3 separate regions of the Hordeum vulgare genome follow, and regions 1 and 2 are each linked to region 3. Evidence: chromatin contacts called from public Hi-C data. All regions are on one chromosome and are shown on one strand. Each heading gives the region's core, a stretch centred on a gene start, on an enhancer-like site or on the middle of the called end of the contact. The rest is flanking DNA. Distances are from core to core; before and after follow the strand shown. Region 1 holds the start of LOC123439357 (phosphatidylglycerophosphate phosphatase PTPMT1-like). Region 2 holds the start of LOC123411744 (homeobox-leucine zipper protein HOX1-like). Region 3 holds the start of LOC123439444 (hexose carrier protein HEX6-like).

Region 1 (2,700 bases), core at 68-2,567, 940 kb before region 3:
ATAATGCTGAAATAAACAATACCTATTCCATGCACTTCAGAACTTGAACAGTCAAATACTAAATGGTTTGGCAATATAATTACCTCATACAGTGACTTGGAAACAAGCCTCTCATATGATTCGTTTAGTGTGACCACACCACAAACTCCGAGCTTCTGCAGCCGCAAAACATCGCTCGGGAATGGAACAGCACCCAGCAGCACATGCTGATCCAACAAAAAATGTGAACAGTCAGAACAGAACAATCTATGATTCCAAACCAACTTAAAACAACTCCACAGCGAAAGTAGCAAAAATTATAATAAATCACGGCCACCAAAATCACAATAACAATCGAAAGATTTTTTACAAACACCTAAGTACGTAGTACAACATAGGCATGGCCTCCTCAAGAAACGAGTTTCAAGATTGATTAGGTCACAATTTGCACCTCTGGGGAGATATTTTAGACGTCAAACGTAGGTATTCATCCCTAGTGGGCCGTGTAGAACCACCCAATTTTTGCTTGGTTCTCGATCATAATCAGAGGATAGCACCACGAATCAATAGCAAAACAAAAAGTTTAGACCTGACCCTGAATAGCACGAACGGGGACGATAGCAGACCCTAGAAGCTACATTATAGAGAGTAAAGCACCTAGCCGACAGAAGATGACACAGAAGGGAGGAATCCCATCAAAAGAACCGAAATCAAGAGAGATGAAAAATTCCCAACCTCGTCGACCTGATCCCACCAGTGGAAGTGAGACTCGCATTGGTTCCTGACGACGTTGTACACCAGCGTCGGGTAGAAGAGCATCCGGGCGCCGACGCCCACCGCCGCCCGCTTCGCATCGAAAGCCGCCTGCACGATCGTCCTAGCCGCACCCTCCCCCTTCTCCTCCTCCCCCGCCGCGGCGACACCGCCATCCTCGCCAAGCAGCTTCAGCTCCCGACCGTCGGCGCCGCCATCCTCACCACGCAGCTGCAGCTCCCCCGCCCCTCCGCCACCACCCCCGCCGCCCGAATCGCCGGGAAGCTCCTCGATTCGCATCTCCTCCCAACTCGATCCGCTCCGCTCCGCTCCGATCGCGATGGGAAACCCTCGGACAAAATCGACTCAACAACAAAAATCCCCCAACAGGAATCTATCAAGGAGGGGGAGTGAGCAACGCGGCGCGGATCGATCGGGCGCGGGTGGGTGGAATCGAATTGGGTTCGCGATCCCGCAACCTGGAGAAGAAATCCAACCCTCTCTCCCCCACTTTTCCTAGTGCTCACGCCTCCTCTCCTCTCCTCTGTCCTCTCCCCTCCCCACCTCCCGGAAACTCCAAACTGCCCAGTCCCGAGCGGGCAACCCGCACGCCCCTCTTATCGCCCGTGGCTCACGGCCCGCTCGCCGACGTGTGGGCCCAGACTACCTCCTTCGCGCGCTGACACGCGGCCCCCCGTTGGGGTTGCGGGGACGTGGCCGTGTGCACGTACCGCTTCGCGGGGCTAACGGAGGTGGCGACGGCGTGGGGGGCTGGATTGGGTCGGAGAACGTGACGGGCGTGAGTATCGAGGAGGCTACGTGGCGACTGGTGATATGTCTAGTTGGCTCGCGTCCCGGCACGACTGGGCGCCACGTGGACAGGTCGAGCGGTGCTCGTTCAGTTTGGAAGGGATCGGATCAGGAGAGGCCTTGGCTGAGGCCTGGGGGGTTGAACCGTTGAGCCGATAATCCGGTAGAGCGGTCGGTTCTATACTTTGCATACAAGTCAATCGATTGCTACGTTCGTTACCATCGCTCATTGTTTATTTTATTTTTAACTAGCAAAATGGCCCGTACGTTGCCACGGAAGAAAAGACATAATCTTCAATGATGGTGGCTACATTATGTTTACATATCATCGCTTGATTTATAAATTTTGTGCACAAATGCAAGAAAATGTTTCTTCTTTTAAATTTATTCACAAGTTGAAGCAATCTTTACATTTTCAAAAATATATATCATGGTTATCAAAAATCTTGGTAACTCAAAGATTTAATCTGAATTTCAAGATTTTTTTTAGAAAATATACAATAATAATCCGATCCATCCAACAGTTAATTCTTCAAAATTCACACAGATATATTGTCACAAAGACTTAGAAGCATTAATGTTTAACTACATATATTAAATCTTTCGTGAACAATTTTATAAATATGGGAACAATTTTAAAATCGAGAACATTTTTTACAATTTACAAACATTTACTAAAAATCATGAATATTTTTTATATTTCGAACGGGTTTAAATATTTTCTTTTGAATTGGCGACCAATTCAAGAAAATACAAACATAATTTTTGATGTTGGAGGATTTTATTTTAAATTCACAAACATTTTTTGAAACGCATGAAGTTTTTCTGAATAAACAAATATTTTTATAAATCAGTAATATATTTATTAAATTCATGGACATTGTTTTCGAATTTGCAAAAAAAAATAAAAATCCGGCGATTTCTTTGAATCCTATTTTTAGTTCAAAATAAAAATTCGTCAGCATTTTAATTCAAAATTCTGATTTTTTAATATGCAAAAGTTTTTGTAATTCTAAATTATATAAATTATAAATAAACAAAAATGGAACGGAAAATTTTAAATAAAAAAAGAAACTATCAAAACAGGCATTAGCTATTTTTAAAATTTTAGGACATTTTTTTAATGCATTAACATATTTTGAATTAGAAAGCATTTTT
Region 2 (2,795 bases), core at 247-2,746, 520 kb before region 3:
TATAAACAAAAGAAGACAAGATTCTATACCTAGTTACTTCTCTTGGCGAGCTACTTACGTACTACTACCCTAGTAACTATGCCTACTCTTCCTAGATACTCCATCAAGTAGCAACACAAGGATGGTAACCTCTCCGCTCACAACACATGAAGTGACATGACATGGCACACTAACTAGTTAGTTCATCATGACCTCTGGGCCGGCCTGCCCACGAACACGGGCAGCACCGGGACGGGGCCCCACGGCCCGGTCGGCACGGGCCGGGTCACCATCGTGGCGGCGCGGCTCTCGTCGCCGGCCGGCTTGCCGGAGGGCGCGACGCGCTCGCAGGAGGGGCACATGGTGAGCGTGGCGGGCGGCGGCGCGCGCATGTAGAGGTGCGGCGCCGGCGGGGCGAGCAGCTTGAGCGCGCGCAGCTCCTGCACCTCCCGCTGCAGCCGGCGGTTCTCCTCCGTGAGCGTCTCGCAGCAGCGCTTGAGCGACTCGCAGTCCACCTCCGTCTGCTTCAGCTTCGTCCTCGCCCTCCGGTTCTGGAACCACACCTCCACCTGCCGCGGCCGCAGCCTCAGCTGCCTCGCCAGCGCCGCCTTCTGCTTCTGCTCCATGTCCATCAACGTACGCAGAGCAAATTTAGATGGATGGAATGGAAGAAGAAATATTGGGATCTTTGTCTTTTTTTTAACCTTGGTTGATTTGGTTAGAGCACTTACGGGGTTGAGGGTGCTGTGCTCCTTGAAGCTCTCCTCGAGGACGGCGGACTGGTCCTTGGACAGCCGGAGCTTCTTGCGCGACCCGCCGCCGCCGGCCCCGGAGTCGTCCTCGTCGTCGCTGCCCGCGCCGGCGCGCTCCTGCTCCCCGCCGCCGCTCCTCGTTGGCGCGCGGCGCTTGCCGCTGAGGCTGGACAGCGTGCTGTCGGGCGACGACGCGCCGGGCTCCTCGTCCTCGCTTGCGCCGCCCGTGGCCGGCGCCCGGTTGACGTCGATCCCGCGAAGGAACGGCATCTCGTGGCACGCCAGCGCCGCCAGCCTCCGATCATCTGCATGCGAGCGTTGCTCGCCGGAGGGGGCCGGAAAGAAGAGGCCGGCGCCATTCCAGGACTGCTGCAGCTGCTGCTGGCGCCCCAGCGTCACCGGTGCAGCAGCGGCCAGAGCACGCTGGGGCGCCGCCGCCTCGACGGGAGACGTCGTGCCGGCCATGCCGAGACTGAGGCCGAGGCCGAGGCCGAGGCCGAGGTGGTGCTCGGTGTCCCTCCCGTTAACGGTCATCTCCATTGATCTTCTTGTTGGATCTGTCGTCGTCCCTGCTCTCTGCGAGTAACAACAGTAGCTACGTACGTGCAGGCTGCGGGTGGTGGTGGCCGTGATTGTGAGGGGAGAGAGCGGAGGGGGTGGGCTTTTAAAGAGTGGGCGGAGTGAGGATCGGGGCTCAGAGCGCTGATTAATTATGGAGTGGTGATTGAGTTGAGATCAGAAGCGAGAATAGTTTAAATTTTTGTGGAGGGGTGGAAATGAAGGGAGGAATGGAGTATGCACCAACTATTTATTGCTTTGTCGCGCGTGGCGTCACCGCCGCACCCTGCGGTGCGGTGCAGCAGCGCAGGCAAGCCCAATCATCACCAGCTGAAGTTGCTCCCGGTCCCCCCAACCTCTTTTGGATTGCCCCCCCTTCCCCGATGGTGATACCCCGGACCTGTCGGCAGGTCAGTGCCGGAGTTTTGCAGAAAACGGATCAATCAAAATCAACGGCGGTTCCCTTTTTATTTGCACGAATCTGGACAAGTCGTTGATTTAGAACACACTGTATTTTTCTTGATTAATTATGCTTTATTTAACTTAAAATGCATTACCTCTTTATCGAAATATACGTCGTTGGAATAGGTACAGAGTGAGTAGATCAAACAGATACTCCATATATTATGCAAAAGTCGAGCAATTGCCGGGCATGCCACCTGATAGAGAGTAGTCGAGGAGGAAGTACCGATTGTACATGAATACCCAGATGTATTCCCGGAGGAATTGCCGGGCATGCCACCTGAGAGAGAGATTGAGTTCCTGATCGAGCTATTACCCGGAACAGCCCCGATATCCAAGAGACCCTATCGGATGCCCGTAAATGACTTGGTAGAAATGAAGAAGCAAATTAAGGAGTTGTTGGACAAAGGGTATATTCGCCTAAGTTCTTCACCTTGGGGAGCCCCGGTGCTCTTGGTTGAAAAGAAGGATAAGTCCTTGAGAATGGTTGTCGATTATCGTGCATTGAACGAGGTGACCATCAAGAACAAGTACCCCTTGCCAATGATCAATGATCTGTTTGACCAGTTAGTTGGAGCCCGAATATTCTCCAAGACCGATCTTCGATCCGGGTATCATCAGTTGAAGATTCGTGAACAGGATATACCCAAGACAACCTTCACCACTCGGTACGGCTTGTATGAGTACACGGTCATGTCATTTGGACTGACTAATGCTCCGACATATTTTATGAATCTGATGAACAAGGTATTTATGGAATACTTGGACAAGTTTGTCGTGGTGTTCATCGATGACATACTGATATTCTCCAAGAACGAGGAGGAACACAAGGAAAATCTGCGTCTAGTTCTGGAGAAACTTCGAGAGCATAAGCTGTATGCAAAGTTTAGCAAATGTGAGTTTTGGTTGAAGGAAGTCGGATTCCTCGGACACGTCATCTCAGGAGAAGAAATAGCAGTGGACCCTGCCAAGGTCGCAGCAGTCACCGAATGGGTAGCACCCACTTCAGTCAAGGAGATCCGCAGTTTCCTCGGACTTGCCGGA
Region 3 (2,866 bases), core at 313-2,812:
CAGTAACCACAGTAAGGTATTTAGTGTACTTCACAATGTCCTTTTTGGAGAAAGTAAAATATTATTCTGAAACATCATATGCACTTGCTACAAGATAACACGACCTATTGGGTAGTCAATGCAATGATTCTTTGGATTTGGGAGACAGACATGTAAATTGTCATTGCAAGCATGTAGCTATCTATTGTCATCAACTTGGAGGTTGGGACAAATTACATATACAGGATTCTTATGTCTGTACACAATCCTTGTGTCACTGCTTCTACAGCTCCACACAGCCGCACAAGATTTGTGGATTGATGCAGGGTCCGGGAGGATGATCTTTCTATTAGAAATCTACAAATGCCTGAAGAAATTTCACTGTGCTACAGTTTTTTTTAATCTCCTGAACTACATGTTACACACTGACTTAAAAGATCATTAGCTTGAATTGCAGCAGAGAGAGTTACCTGGTTAGTGAACCCCAGGCCTATTCCCAGCAGGATCCGGTTGAGGAGAAGCATGGGCACGTTCACGGCTGCTCCCCCGAACGCCGAGCCGGCGATAAAGACGGTTCCACCGATCAGCATGGACGCACGGCGGCCAAACCTCCTCGTGACAGACGACGCGAACAGCGTCGCGATGAGGCCGGCGATATAGAGGGAGGAGGTGAAGACGGTGAGGAGCTCGCTGTCGAACTGGCAGTAGTTGCTGACATTGCTGTCCTGCTTGCGGCGGTACACCTCCGGGAAGAACGTCTTCAGAAATGAGTCCATGGAGGTGACACCGCCTAGAAGATTTCAGAACCGCATGCATTCAGTTTCAGGGAATTTGGGGTGGGAATGGGAATGGAATGCATATGTCGAACTAAGTTCATTGCGTAATGTTCACCGAATCCATTGCCCAATAATGGAATGATGGAACGCATCATTTTTTTTCTTTTTCTATAATCCCTCAAAAAAGTCTAGACCTAGATCATCTTGATCTGAAGGAAAATGGAACAGAGGAAAGCACCCTGAACTCATCAGATTTTGTGTCCCAATAATGGAAGAGAAAATCTGCACCACCACGAGGCACGGAAGCCATGAATGCACCGCAAGTAAGCCATGAATGCCATTTTAACTCCTTCCAAGTCAAGCTTCCAACTTTCAGTTCTCATATTCCTTTCTGTTGAGCCCAAAAGAGTTAACAATCTACTCTAGAAAGGAGTGAGGAAGATAGGCGGACCGGAGATGCCGAGGTCGTAGCCGAAGAGGATGCCGCCGCTGCCGGCGACGATGCAGGTCAGCACCACGAACGGCGTCACCCGGCCGCTGTACTCTCCGGAGCCGGCGGCCGGCGCGTCCACGAACGCCCCTATCGCCATCACTCCCTGCCCACCTAGTCCAAGGGCAGAGTGTCGTGTCGCGGGAGAGAGGGAGGGAGGGAAAGAGGATATAGAAATTTATCGGCGGATGGATTGCTGACGTGCGCCCACCGGCGGAGAAACGGCCGCACGTCGCCGGCGAGATTGACTGACACCTTTGACTACCTCTGGGGTCCCACCCGTCGACGGCCCTGTGGATTCTGGGATTCTTTTTTTTTTTGAGGAGGTATTCTGATTTTGTTGCGGCTGGAAATGATACTATGAGCAGTGGGCCCAAGTAAATTGGGCTTAACTTGTCCAATTGAGCCCATGGACTCTGTAGTTCTAACCCATTAGAGTTACTCACTTCGTATCGGATGCAACCGTAAGATCCGATCTGCCGGTGGCCGCCGGCGAGATGGACCTGCCGGCGAGCCGCGGCCGGTGGCGCAGGCGGAGCGCGCGGTCGAACGTGCGGCTACTTGTGGCCGTCTTGTTCCTCCTCCTCCCGGCATCCCTCCTGCTCTCCTCCTCCTACTCCTCCCTGCTCCGCTCCCTACTCCCCTTCTCCGCCTCCGCGCCCGGCAGTGACGGCGGCACCCCGAGGTGTGGGCGCTCCGCGGAGCTGCAGGGAGAGAGGTTCCTCTGGTACGCACCGCACAGCGGGTTCAGCAACCAGGTGGGCGAGCTGCGGAACGCTGCGGTTGCGGCCGCGCTGCTCAACCGCACCCTCGTCGTGCCCCCCGTGCTCGACCACCACGCCGTCGCCCTCGGGAGCTGCCCAAAGTTCAGGGTCGCCGAACCCTCCGACCTCCGAGCCGCCGTCTGGGACCACGCCATGCAGCTCCTCCGGGAGCAGAGGTAAAGGCCACACCACACCTTCTCTGCGTTGCGTCTGCTCGGTTTACTGATTCTTTGGAATGATGGGCTTTAGTAATCAATCATGTTGCGAGGTATTAAAGCTTCATTAGAATGTTAACAATGCAAACACCAAAAATGTAAGAATGCTAGGCAATCTTCATGATTTGGAATCACACTGATCCTAATTGATGGAGACTCCAGTACGGTGAGATTGCTGCCAAGAGAAATCTGGATATAGAGATGTAATGTGGTTGTTACACACTTACACTGCGGAGTACTCACTCTACTAATTAGCACAATAATGATATAATTTTTCTAGCTTGCAGTGTTCACAATGGGCTTCCATGTTCATTATGGATTTGGAATAACATCATGAGAATCAAGTCTTCATTCTGAATTTTTACGTTTCAGGTATGTTTCGATGGGTGACATAGTTGATCTGTCCCCACTGAAGCCTTTGGTTAAGACAATTGATTTCAGGGTGTTTGTTTCATTATGGTGCGGTGTAGATATGCGGAAAACTTGCTTTGCTGGGTTGTGCTGTGCTGTTTCTGGCGGTGGATCATTGCCAAGTGACTATGATAGATGCCGGTCTTTGCTGTCTGGTTTAGAAGGCAGTGAAAGTAGTGGTTGTGTGTACCCTGTTCAGGATGATTGTAGAACCACAGTCTGGACATATCA

Evidence for each region. A called contact is a pair of places that touch in the nucleus more often than the background predicts.
Region 1: a contact with region 3 is called in a Hi-C map of leaf, with 3 times the contacts expected there. The contact joins the promoter of LOC123439357 here to the promoter of LOC123439444 in region 3. A contact is called at or near these places in 2 of 6 Hi-C or Micro-C datasets (leaf and seedling) and 1 of 1 datasets of contacts at active chromatin or transcription factors (embryo).
Region 2: a contact with region 3 is called in a Hi-C map of seedling, with 3 times the contacts expected there. The contact joins the promoter of LOC123411744 here to the promoter of LOC123439444 in region 3. A contact is called at or near these places in 4 of 6 Hi-C or Micro-C datasets (leaf and seedling).

What each region holds. Positions count from the first base shown.
Region 1 is chr1H:386,108,004-386,110,703 of MorexV3_pseudomolecules_assembly, forward strand. LOC123439357 (phosphatidylglycerophosphate phosphatase PTPMT1-like) reads right to left here and starts at 1,318. Exons shown (of 6, transcript XM_045116085.1): 1 at 715-1,318; 2 at 84-206. The coding sequence starts at 1,032.
Region 2 is chr1H:386,523,319-386,526,113 of MorexV3_pseudomolecules_assembly, forward strand. LOC123411744 (homeobox-leucine zipper protein HOX1-like) reads right to left here and starts at 1,497. Exons shown (of 2, transcript XM_045104713.1): 1 at 711-1,497; 2 at 1-596. The coding sequence starts at 1,271. The coding sequence ends at 186.
Region 3 is chr1H:387,043,011-387,045,876 of MorexV3_pseudomolecules_assembly, forward strand. LOC123439444 (hexose carrier protein HEX6-like) reads right to left here and starts at 1,563. Exons shown (of 3, transcript XM_045116157.1): 1 at 1,207-1,563; 2 at 450-769. The coding sequence starts at 1,345. It overlaps LOC123439454 (O-fucosyltransferase 30), which reads left to right and starts at 1,669. Exons shown (of 2, transcript XM_045116166.1): 1 at 1,669-2,185; 2 at 2,597-2,866. The coding sequence starts at 1,743.